Linked DNA regions of Mus musculus: regions 1, 3 and 4 are each linked to region 2. Evidence: chromatin contacts called from public Micro-C and promoter capture Hi-C data. All regions are on one chromosome and are shown on one strand. The core of a region is the stretch at or near the end of the contact, and the rest is flanking DNA. Distances in the headings are between cores, read along the strand shown.

The links. Hi-C and Micro-C count contacts between places; a contact is called where the count stands out from the background. Capture Hi-C pulls out chosen DNA fragments and counts their contacts.
Region 1: a promoter capture Hi-C map of adipose tissue shows a contact between it and region 2. The contact joins the promoter of Cyp4f14 here to the promoter of Zfp563 in region 2. A contact is called at or near these places in 2 of 39 promoter capture datasets (HPC-7-derived erythroid cells and maxillary cranial neural crest), 3 of 484 Hi-C or Micro-C datasets (cerebral cortex, forebrain and granulocyte-monocyte progenitors), 2 of 115 datasets of contacts at active chromatin or transcription factors (memory CD8 T cells and pancreatic cancer cells) and 2 of 9 other capture datasets (adipose tissue and liver).
Region 3: a Micro-C map of embryonic stem cells shows a contact between it and region 2, with 2.7 times the contacts expected there. The contact joins the enhancer-like site here to the promoter of Zfp563 in region 2. A contact is called at or near these places in 3 of 39 promoter capture datasets (the HPC-7 cell line, hippocampal neurons and liver), 2 of 484 Hi-C or Micro-C datasets (the HPC-7 cell line and embryonic stem cells) and 2 of 9 other capture datasets (adipose tissue and liver).
Region 4: a contact with region 2 is called in a promoter capture Hi-C map of adipose tissue. The contact joins the promoter of Cyp4f13 here to the promoter of Zfp563 in region 2. A contact is called at or near these places in 1 of 39 promoter capture datasets (liver), 6 of 484 Hi-C or Micro-C datasets (the N1E-115 cell line, cortical neurons, embryonic stem cells and 2 more), 3 of 115 datasets of contacts at active chromatin or transcription factors (bone marrow-derived macrophages, memory CD8 T cells and pancreatic cancer cells) and 2 of 9 other capture datasets (adipose tissue and liver).

The regions. Positions count from the first base shown.
Region 1 is chr17:32,915,932-32,918,631 of GRCm38.p6, forward strand. Cyp4f14 (cytochrome P450, family 4, subfamily f, polypeptide 14) reads right to left here and starts at 1,411. Exons shown (of 13, transcript NM_001204335.1): 1 at 1,214-1,411; 2 at 757-958. The coding sequence starts at 954.
Region 2 is chr17:33,088,033-33,091,035 of GRCm38.p6, forward strand. It overlaps Zfp563 (zinc finger protein 563), which reads left to right and starts at 1,335. Exons shown (of 4, transcript NM_001024950.2): 1 at 1,335-1,447. The coding sequence starts at 1,445.
Region 3 is chr17:32,876,331-32,879,030 of GRCm38.p6, forward strand. No RefSeq gene overlaps it. Among named protein-coding and RNA genes, the nearest start is that of Gm50050, 13 kb to the left of the region's middle. Within about 2 kb of position 1,366, at least 38 of the 459 cell types and tissues checked have an H3K27ac peak or open chromatin away from gene starts, as enhancers often do. A contact at or near this core is called in embryonic stem cells, where this site is marked.
Region 4 is chr17:32,946,046-32,948,859 of GRCm38.p6, forward strand. It overlaps Cyp4f13 (cytochrome P450, family 4, subfamily f, polypeptide 13), which reads right to left and starts at 1,316. Exons shown (of 13, transcript NM_130882.1): 1 at 1,268-1,316; 2 at 760-958. The coding sequence starts at 957.

The sequences.
Region 1 (2,700 bases), core at 161-2,660, 170 kb before region 2:
CCTTCTACCCTAGTCAGGCTCCAGGGGAACAGAAGTGACCTCTATGTCTCTATTAGAGTGGCAGCTCCTATCCACCAGCACCAGCTGCCCACCAGCCTCAGACAGAGCATCCTGAACCTTTATATACAGTCCACATTGAGCCATTTGCAAGCAAAATACCTAGGGCTAAGCCACCTAAGTGGAAGAGCAGATATAAATCAAAGTCCATAGTATGGAGTAAAGGGTGGGGTAAAGGAAGGTTCATGGGAGGGTGAAGGACAGCTTTTATCCAGGTAGCAAGGCAGGACCCACTGTCTATCTTAGGGAAGGAAAGCATGAGAAGGAGGAAGTGGCCCAGGGAGGGGGCAGTGGGAAGTCAGCTTGCAGCTCTGCTGTAGCCCAGCTGGGCCCCACCTATGTGCAGTGTAGGAGAGAGATCAAAGATCAATACTAGAAAACCACAGGACAGAGATGGGCTCACACAAAGGGAAAGAAACAGTCGCAGTCCTTCTGGAACCTCAAATCCAACAGCAGACTGAGGAAATGCCAGGAGTTCTCACTCTGTATATCCCACCATGAGAATCTCTCTGCATCCTTCAGTGAGAGAAAGATAGAAATACCAGAGCAGCCTATGGTGAGAGTACAGGGGGTGAGAAAGGCTTGGAAAGACACACCAAAGGTCAATATCACCTAACCTTCTCCATCACTCCGAGTCCCATTCCTGGTCCCTCGAAAGTCTGTCCACTTTGACACTCCCACCCATCCTGCCATTCTTACCATGCCCACGTGACCCATAAGCCAGTTCCGTTTGGGGGGCTGAGGGAAGCCATGGAGGTGACGATAGTTCCTATAGGCAGCATAGATCTGGATCAGAATCCGGGCCAGGATCCAGGAGGCCCCAAGCAGTAGCAGGGTCTTCCATGGGAAGGCCACCTCGGGCCCCAGTCCCAACCAGGACAGGCTCAGCTGTGACATCCTGCTGGGTGAATAAATGTGCAGTGAGTAACTGAGGTCCCGGAAAGGGACAATAATCTCAAGACACTGGACAGAGGATAGAGCAGAAAGGAGACTTGAGAACCAAGGAAATGTTGGGTGAAGAGGTACAGGAGTGGAGAAGAAGATGAATAGGGGGAGGAGGGGTATGCTGGTGAGGGGAATAACCAGAGCTAGCAAAGCAAGAAGGAGCAGAGAGATTGATTGGAGTTAATACCTCCCTAAATTATGCAAAACTAACCAGGCTTCAGTTATTCAGAAACTACTATCCCCAAGGCCAGCTGGCTCCCTGTGGCATTCTTGCTTGGTCAGCTGGCCTTCTGCCCTGGCCTGGCCTTGAGTTTTACCCTCCCTGTTCCAGGCTAGGTCCCTAAAATATAACCACCCCCAGCCTGGCACCTCCTCTCAGGAACAGGCATCTACCATACCTTCCCTCTCCTCTGGGACTCTTTTATCCCTTGCTTCTTGATGCTTGGAGGGTGGGCCATTCTATGCCAGCCAATCCCTGCCTAGCCTGGATGCCTCCTCCTTGCCTGGGAAAGTGGCCAAGATGGGGGTAGGATCAGCCTGCCGCAAAGGAGAATTGTCATAGGCTTGCAAAAACACGGACATCTGAATCTTAGGACTATGGTGAGACAAGGTTGGCTCTGGGTTATGTATTCCCAGCATCCCTGCTCCTCCAAGGGCGTGGTACACTAAGTAAAAGGGTGAACTTTGGAATCTACAAGGTTGGTGATCAGGATGTGGCCAACCTGGTTCCCAATCATCTCCTGAGCTCTTGTCGAAATGGGTTGTGAGGATGGCAGGCACCAATTTTCAGTAGAGCATTAGAAGGCTATGGGATTGGAGCCTGCCCACCAGCTGCTCAGCCTGGTGGATTTCAAGTCCAGTCTCCTCAGCAGTACTTTTAGAAGCAGAAACAAAGAATGATCCCCAGTTGGGATTTTCAGGTCCAATATTAAAGATCAAGAATGCAGTGAGATTGGGATGGTTAGAGCTGGAAAGGGCACCAAGTAGGGGAGTCCTGTAGGGTTGAGAGAGACCCTGAAGAGGTGACATCCAGGGGGAGATGAAGCTGTTCCTCTGTGTGTGTGTGTGTGTGTGTGTGTGTGTGTGTGTGTGTGTGTGTGTGTGTGTGTGCGTGCATGTACCCCTATGCCAGTGAAAGCCAGAATAGGAAATCTGCTCCCCTATAGCTGGAGTTACAGGTGGTTGTGAGCCACCTGATATGGATGGGTGAGTGAAACTGATCCTCTTGAAGAGTAGCAAACACTCTAACTGCTTAGTCATCTCTCTAGTTTCTTTCCTTCCTTCCTTCCTTCCTTCCTTCCTTCCTTCCTTCCTTCCTTCCTTCCTTCCTTCTTTCTTAGTCTTTCCCTTTCCTTTCTTTCTGATCTTTTTCAGACAGTTTCTGTGAGCAACCCTGGCTGTTCTGGAACTTGCTCTATAGATCAGGATGGCCTTGATCTCACAGAGATCTACCTGCCTCTGCTTCCCGAATTCTTGAATTAAAGACATGCACCACCACCTTCCTTTTCTTAAATAGAAAATAACGCTTTTCCAAATAGCACTTTAGTTAATATTTATTCTTCTTTATGATCGTTAATTTATGTATTTTGAGTTTGGAGACAGTGTCTAATGCTATGTTGCTAAGGATGACTTAAACTTTGAAAACTCATAATTCCAAGCCTGAGTGCTGGAGTTACAAGTGTGCTACACTATCCTCAG
Region 2 (3,003 bases), core at 85-2,584:
ATAACCTACTAAATACGTGTTTGTTACCATCTTGATAGGGTTTGTTTTCTCTGCCACTTAAAGAATTAAGAGTAAAAAAAAAAAAAAAAAAAAATCTCAGCGCAACAGGTAGCAACAGGGGAAATCTCAGACCCTGCAGGCAGAATCAACTAAAGAACAGCTCTTCCTAGTAGTAAAGAAACAAATGTACAAGAAGGTGGGGGTGGGGTGGGGGGTGGGGACACAGAAAGGCAGAGATCCGGAAACTTTGAAGAGTCTTTCTAACTTAGGGATGTTCAGTTTGAACAAAGACAGGAAAACTGATAGGCCCATCTTTTGGGGTAAATATATCTATTCCATGTTGCTGAACTTGCAGTGCCTGTTCCCAGGCAATGGTCCCTATCCCAGCAGATGCAGTGACTTACAACTTTGCTTCCCTGGGATTTTTTCTTTAAAATTTGAATAAAAATGCTTTAATTGGCAGAGCAAACGAACTGATTCCTGTGTCCCTAGAGAACCTTATGACTGCTACTATGTAACCGCACTTTTCATATTCATAACTGTTTTCTCTTGGTATATTCTCTTGGTATATTTCTCTTTTCTTGGCTGAAAAATGTATGGACTGAGTGAAAAGGAAGGGGAAAGCTTTTGCTATCATGCAGACTACATCATCTCAAGTTTCTCATGGGTGACATTAGACCAGTGGACCTGCCCTGGCTGGGTATCCCTTTATCTCTGTGGCAGGCCTAGGTACCCTTTCTCTAAGGTTCTGTCCATGGTACACTAACTAAATCTGACTTTAAATAAGCAGACTCCAGACTTAGTTTCCAGGGGGAAGTGGGAAAGCTCTTCTTTGGAAAAACCAAGTCTAAATTCTTTTTAAATGCAGTTATCAAGATGAGCGGATGCGGGGCGTGGTGGTGCACACCTTTAATCCTAGCACTTGGTAGACAGAGGCAGGCAGATTTCTGAGTTCGAGGCCAGTCTGGTCTACAAAGTGAGTTCCAGGACAGCCAGGGCTATACAGAGAAACCCTGTCTCGAAAAACAAAACAAAACAAAAAACAAAAAAAAAAAAGAAAAAAAAAAAGAAAAAAGAGTGGATTTCTGCCCGGGCCATGAGAGCTTTGGCTGCAATATGGCATGTGTGCCCCACTTATTAAATTAAGAGTTTACCACCAAGCTCTAATGTGTGTGTGTGTGGGGGGGGGGGGGGTGGGGGGGTTGGGGGGGGGGTGTCTGATCGCTTATCCAATTAGTACCACGGAGCACAGCACGAGCTATCCAATCAGAAGCGCCGATTGGTGAAGCGGACGTTCCTCACCGGCCTTCTCTTACTTGCCAGACTATTGTGGTGATAGAGTTCTGCCAGCTGAGGGAGTCACAGGTATCCGTTCAGGGTCCGTGTTGTGTGGCTGCCAACACCAGGATCATTCCTAAGGCCCCAGCAAGCCTTGGGCTCAGCTATGGTAAGTGTCCTTACGGCCAGCTGTCCAATCAGGAACGCCGGCAGAAAGCGGATATGCCTCACCCGCCATCTTTCTTCCTGGCACGGTCTGGTCAGCTGAGAGGGCAGCGGGTACGGTTAAGCCTCTTTGGCTCCGGGACAGCTGACCTCTGGAGCCTTCTTGAAACTACAAGAGGGCCCGGGAGCAGACGAGGCGAACGTCGGGGCAATGTAAGGGGCGCCGGGTGTTCCCCGGGTAGATGCCTCAGTCCTACATCCTCAGTCCTACATTGCTTTGGGTGCTGCGGGACTCAGGGTTTCTCTGCACTCTAGGTGGCAGGACCCCGGCGGGCAGCCCCATCTCTTGCAGAATCCTGTACTTCTGTCTCCTCAGCGAGACGCCTCCTGTAAAGTACAGGTAGATGGGCATGTTAACACATGACCACTACACCAGCCCATACGACATGATGACGAATTGAAGGCCAGTTAGGACATAGACCCTGTCTCAAAGAGGAAAAAAAAAAAGTAACTTGAAAATATGGTTTATTTACTTCACAAGTCCAGGTTACAGTCTATCGTCTATCGCTGCAGAAAAGAACTCTGCCCAACCATTCTAAAATATAATAAAGTATGCTTTGAGGAGAATAGCAAGTGATGACTAAGCCACCTTACCTGTAGAATGGGCTAGAAGGAAGCCTGGTGATATCCACGAAAGATGTGGGAAAATGACCTGAAAGGCAGTTTGCAGAGCTTCAAAGCTTTCCTTCCTGTATTTGCAAAAGCATGGGTTATTTTGTTCATGTTGTTTATGGTGATATATTTTTGTTTGTTTTATTTTAAGACAAAAAATCTCATTATGTAGCCCAGGCTGGACACAAAGTAACAGTCCTTCCTCAGCCTCCTAAGTGATAAGGTTATAGGAATACATCAACATGCCGTGCCCTTGATACAGAAGAATTTAATGTAGGGGAGGCAGATCAGGGTACTAAATAACCTTGAGGCTGACTAAGGCCACAGTAAATCTCTTTTCACCCTGTTGTGCTTAAATGAGTCAGTGTTTCCCTTCTGCCTACTGATGAGACGACAGAAAGAAATCTCAGTATACGGTTCTAATACTCCAGGTCCACAGAATAGAAAGAAGAGTAGATTTTTCCCCCCTGTATATTCCAAGAAATCTCTCCAGCACTCCTAAAGCCAAGGCAAAATTGTATGGTAGGAGCAGAGGTATCACAGACCCCACAAAGCAGAAAAAGCCCAGGGAAATTGAGGGAGTGAGGCTGCTGCAGTCTTTAACAGTAAAGTCCATGGAAGAAGGGTTACCCTTAAGACCTCACAGATAAAGAGTCACCTGCATACAGGATAGCTCTGTGGCAGTCACAAGGACAGTTGCTCAATACATGACAACTAAAGTATTTGCTTCATCTCCCAGAGGGTTTTAGACAACTCTACCCAAGTTTTGTGAGCTTTGAGCATGGCTAGTATCTTCTGGTCAAACTACTTACTTTCGGTATAGATTCTGGAGTTTCAGTTTAACAGGTGTTTGAAAACATTAAATGAAGTCTTCTAGACGTAAATATT
Region 3 (2,700 bases), core at 116-2,615, 210 kb before region 2:
CCTGGACATGAGGAAGTCTCCTAGTGACAGCAATAGCAGCATGCAGTGGCTTGCTAAACAGGCAGGCAGCAGTTCCCCAGGCGTTAACACTTTCCAATGTACAGACACTGAATGCATCTTTTCTGCTTTTCACCAATATTTGGCTCTTCTTTATTGGCTTACTGAGAACAGGGGGCTGGGCCTGACTTGGGGCACAGGTTGGGAATGCCAGCTTCAATAACACAAACGTGTCTGTCTGTTGCCTGACATAACGGGCTCAAGGCTCTTGTGGTCACTGTAAGATGAATGATGTTATAGGTTTGACAGAAAGGGAGCTGAGAAGAGATTCACTGGGTGAATTATAATATCAAGCCTCAGGCAGCTATAACCTAAGGCATAATCTATAACCACAGGCAGACCTACGCTAAGCACGGGCAGTGTGAAAAAGCATCGGAGAAGGAACAGATAGACACTTGAGCCCTGAAGCTGGGTGTGGTGGTGCAAGCCTTTACTCCCAGCTCTGGAGAGGCAGAGAGACTTCTGAGTCTGAGATCAGCCTGGTTCACAATGTGGGTTCCAGGACAGCCAGAAGAACTACACAGAGAAACCCTGTCTGGAAAAGTCCAACTCCCCACCCCCTTACAAAAGACTAGAGAGCCATGACTCTAAGCTATCCTGCATCCAGTCGTTTTCCCCACCTTAACTGCAGCTGAGGTTTAGCTCATGACTTGAGGTTTATGAGAAATTGAGCCAGGTTGTGCAGGCGCCTAGTCATATGGAGTTCTTAACCACAGCATGACCGTTAATTCCGCTCTACCTGCAGAAACAAGAAGACCGGATATGGAGTTTCCCAAACCCTCTGCTCCCAATGGAACCGAACCGAACCAATAAAAAGCTTGAACTTCCTGTGTAAGTCCCCGAGCCCTGTTAGGTGCACTCAACTCATCCAGGGAATAAAGCCGTGCTATTCCAAAAAAGTGGTCTCCGGCTGTCATTGTGTCCGGATGCTTCTCTGCCCCGTTTTGTTTGTTTATAATATTGAGAGTCACAGATACTCTTAGTAGCTGCATCCTGAGACATTACATGGGAGTGTGGCGAGGTTTTAGGTAAAGAGCAGGGCAGTGAATTAACAGCTACCATCCACGTAGATCCCCCTCCCTCATCTCTGCAAAAAAGCCCCAGTTCGACTCCTAAGGCGGCCCACTCACGACCCAGACTGTAGGGGACCCGGGCAGCACGCGCTAAGCTAAGAGACGTTGCAACACCCAAAGCTCAGATAAGGAAAGGCCCGAAGCTCTGCCTGCTGGCCCAGCTCCTTCTAGCAGGATGCCAGAAGCAGCAGGGGCCAGCGGGGACAGACCAGACTCAGCGGCAAGCAGTATCAGCGGTATCCCTTACCGCCTCCAGGTTGCAGCTGCCTCCTCCCACACCTGGGACGCTCAACAGCATTCACCATTTCCTGTCTTTTCGTGTCCTGGTGTCCTCCTGCCACTCCTGCAGTCAATGAATGCGACCTGGAGGCCAAGGACTGTGCTCTAGGATCTGCTTTCAAAGAACACACAGGTACCTAAAATGCGCAGGAAAAGAAACAGATCTGATAGTGGCAGAATGCCTCACTCACAGAACAAACTCCTCGTTGGCCAATCAATACAAGCGCTCAAGTAACACCTTGGACCCACCTCCTCAAGACCCAGGAACAGAGGAAGCAACTTGAACCAGGCAAGGTAGAGCTCAAATTACAGACTCTTGATCTTTCCCGATCCCAGAATCCCGCTGTCGTCCATGCAGGACATTGAGCACCAGCAGGGATTAATGAAGGAATCACACTGGCCATGAAGGCAGTTACAGACCTTGGGGCTCGGTGGGAAACTCCTTTTGTAAGATTTGTGGTAGCTCAAAATGACCATGGTTGTAAAAAAGTTAAGTAAATGTGTTCTTTTCCCAGAATTTGCCTCACTGCAAGGTGTGCTAAGTCTTCCGATTGTATAGAAAAGCCCACACAATGTCTCCGGTCCTTAAGTCTGCCCCCTTAATGCAGTTAAAGGTTAACCAGTGATAAACTGCCAGCCCTAAACTGTGACTGAGAACTGCTCTAAAAAATGTATAAAAGGTGTGTGCTTTAGCTACTCAGGGTTGCTTCTATCCTGATTTCAGAACGACCCCAGCAGGGTGGATTAATAAACCTCTTGCTTTTTGCATCGATCTCCGTCTCTGTGAGTGGGACATCCCGGACGTAAGGCTTTTCGGGTCTTACACTTTCAGAACTATAATCAGCGGCAATATTTGGCTTCCTACTCTTTGGCTGTTGTGGTCTTCCTCAAAGCCAATTCCAAAAGCCAAGTATTTTCCAAAAGGACTGCAGGGCTAGATAGGCATCTTAATGGTGTAAGGGTTCATGATTGTCCGAAGAATGATACAGGGGATTCAAGTAGTATGTAAACACAGTGTTTTATTCTGCAGAAGTCCATCATGCTGGGGTCTCCCACTACCAAGATAAAGACAGAGAGACCCCCCCGAAGTGAGCTCGCAGGCCTGATTTAAAGCACAGTAGGGGAACTCTGGGTAGGTGACCTCTATCTTAATCTGTTGAGTTCATATCTAGGGACATCCCAGAGCCATTATGGGGCGTGGCGGCTGAAAAGTGCTGCTGTCCTTGCCATTGTCCTTGCCTCAGGTTGGGTGGCGCGACAGCTTCCGACTAGCTGCCTGAAGGGTTTTTCT
Region 4 (2,814 bases), core at 66-2,565, 140 kb before region 2:
TTTAGGTGACACTGAAATGTTAAGTGTGACTCTGGCAGTAGGGAACCAGTGCAGCATGGAGCAAGGGGCACTAGGAATGAGGCCAGTGGAAGTGTAACCACAACTGGAGAGGCCAGAAGGGTCCCTGGTGAAAAAGAACAGTCAGACTGGGATGCAGCCCAGCGGCCAAGAGCTTGCTTCAACTCAGTACCATAAACAAAACCAAAAAGCTCAACTACTGCTCAAATTGGAAAATAGAGTCCACTGATGGTTCTTGAGAGTGAAGAGCAAGATAAGAAAGCATCAGGCCCCGAGGAGTTTAAGGGAAGAGATACTACTCACATCTCTCTCTGCCCATCGGGTACAGACACTAGCCCAAGGACAAGGATGGACTAGGCAGGGGCCAGATCTTGGCATGATGCACTGAAGCCTCAAACTCTTCGGTGGAAACTGAGTGGACTGGGGCTGTCCCTGCTCTGTGCTGCCCATCCTGGGAGCAGTTTTGCATTAACGAGGGGAAGAGACCTCAGATCATGAGTTTTGATCATAATGTGACCTAAAGCAGGCTGGGAGCAAGGAAGGGAGGAAAGGAGAAAGGCTCGGATCCTGGAGAGGCAAGGCAAGAGTGGACTGGCTGCTGGGGCGGAGAGGTCTCCCTATGTCTCCCCTCACTTCTCTACTGTCCTGTGTTCCAAACCTCTCCTGACCCAAGTGCCACAGTATCTTTCCAAACACGTTGGAAACACATCTACCCAGAGACCTACCTACTGCCACACTCACCAAGGCCAAGTGACCCCAGAACCAGCTCGGTTTAGGGGGCTGAGGGAAGCAACGAAGGCGACTGCAGTTGTCATAGAAGGCATAGATCCAGGCCAGAATTCGGGCTAGAATCCAAGATGCCCCTCCCAGCAGCAGTAGATGCCACGGAGAGGCAGTCAGGGACCCCATTCCCAGCCAGGACAGACATAGCTGTAGCATCCTGCAGGGCAAATAGGCAGAAGGTGAAATTCTGAGGCTCCGGAGAAGGGTGGGGACAGGCCCGTTTACTAGATAGGAATATAGCTAGCGATATAGACTGGGAGGACTTGGGGGCAGCGCAGGAAGAAGAATGAACATTGAGAGAGAAGAGGAAGAACACAACAGGCAGGACTGTTAGCATTCTAGAGGGCCTCAGCCTGAAGAATAAACTACGGGCGCAATTTCCAGGAGACCAAAAGTCTCCAAGGTCAGCTCCCTACAGCCATTCCAGCTGTGGGCAGAGCTCTCCCTGTTCTGAGCCAGAACTCGCCTTGTTGCCTTCCACCCCGGCACCTTCTCTCACGAGCAGCGAATCTTCCACAACTTCCTGTCTTCTCTGAAAACATTTTGTCCCGGAAGCTGTATGGGAAGTTCAGCTGGGCTGAACCAACCAATCCCTCCAACCCTCAGCCCAACCTCCAAGCCTGGGCAGGCAGCCAAGGCCAGTGGGGGCGGGTCCAACCTTAAAGGGATGGAACTAGACTGAGAGTCATAGGCTTAGGTGGGGCATCCTCAGCGTTTAACCTTTCTGCCTGAACCAGAGACAAAGGAGTTACAAAGGAGATTCCAAGTTTAGGAGTGCACCTGCCCTCCAAGGGCTAAGGGGTGGCAGATAAATCTCTCTAGCTCCTCTGCATAGTTGTCTGGGTAACAGCATGCAGAACTGTGAGGCTCTGAAATGCATTTCCTCTCCTCTCCCCACGCCCAACAGCTGCACAGCCTGGCAGAGATCGATTTCTTCCTTCTTGAACCCTAGGTTCTAGGTGGACCAATAATTGCAACCCTGCTGGAACCCACTGGGTCAGAGAGTGTAGGTTAAGCTCATGTGAGGCTGAAGCTCAGAGATCTGAGGGAACAGCTAAAAGGGGCCGTGAGCAGAGGGGACACAGGCTGAAGGTCAGATCTGGGCGTGGGCTGATGTCATAGATATGCGTTAAATATTGGGGGTCAGGAAACTTCTATTTTATTTTATTTTGCTGGTCATGTTTTGTTCTATCCTAGGTGGCTGGACTATCCAGCCTCTGTCTCCTGACCCTCCAGCAGTGCCAGGCATGGGTTTCCTCTCATGGTGTGGATCTGAAGTTGGACCAGTAATAAATTGGCAACTTCCCCGAGTTCCTTCTGTGCCACCTAGCCCAACACATCTTGCAGGTAAGACAAATTGTGGACTGAGGGTTTTGTGGCTGGCTTGGTATCCTAAGCAATGAACTGGAAGCCTTGCCCGGTTATTGAAAATGGGCTGGTTCAGGCTAGGAGTTTTATGCTAGGAGTTTTCAGTAGGGTTGGCCTCCTGGAAGTTTCCATTGTACTAGGTTTCTACCTCACCCCCAAAGTGCCTCCCATTCTAGTCATTTCTCCTCACCCCAAAAATGCCCTACCCCCATCTCCCAGTTCTCCCAGTATTTTCTCCCACCCCCACCTATTCCTTCCTGTTCTATCTGTCCCAGTCCACCCTTGGAATCTATTTTATTTCTCCTTCCCAGAGAGACCCATCTGTACCACTTTGAGCCATCTTTAGCATCTCTGGGTGTGGACTGTAGCGCAGTTATCCTTTGCAGCTAATATCCTCTTAGAAGTGAGTATGTACCATGTTGGCCTTTCTGGGAAAGAGATATCTCGACCGAGAAAGTGTTTCCATCAGGATACCTGTAGGGAAGTCCATAGAGCATTTTCTTGATTAATGGCTGATGTGGAAGGGCCCAGCCCACTGTGCCTGGTGCCATCCCTGGGCAGGTGAGTCCTCAAGTGTACATGAAAGCAGACTGAGGAAGCTAGTGAGCAGCACGCCTCCGTGGCCTCTCTTCAGTTCCTGCCTTG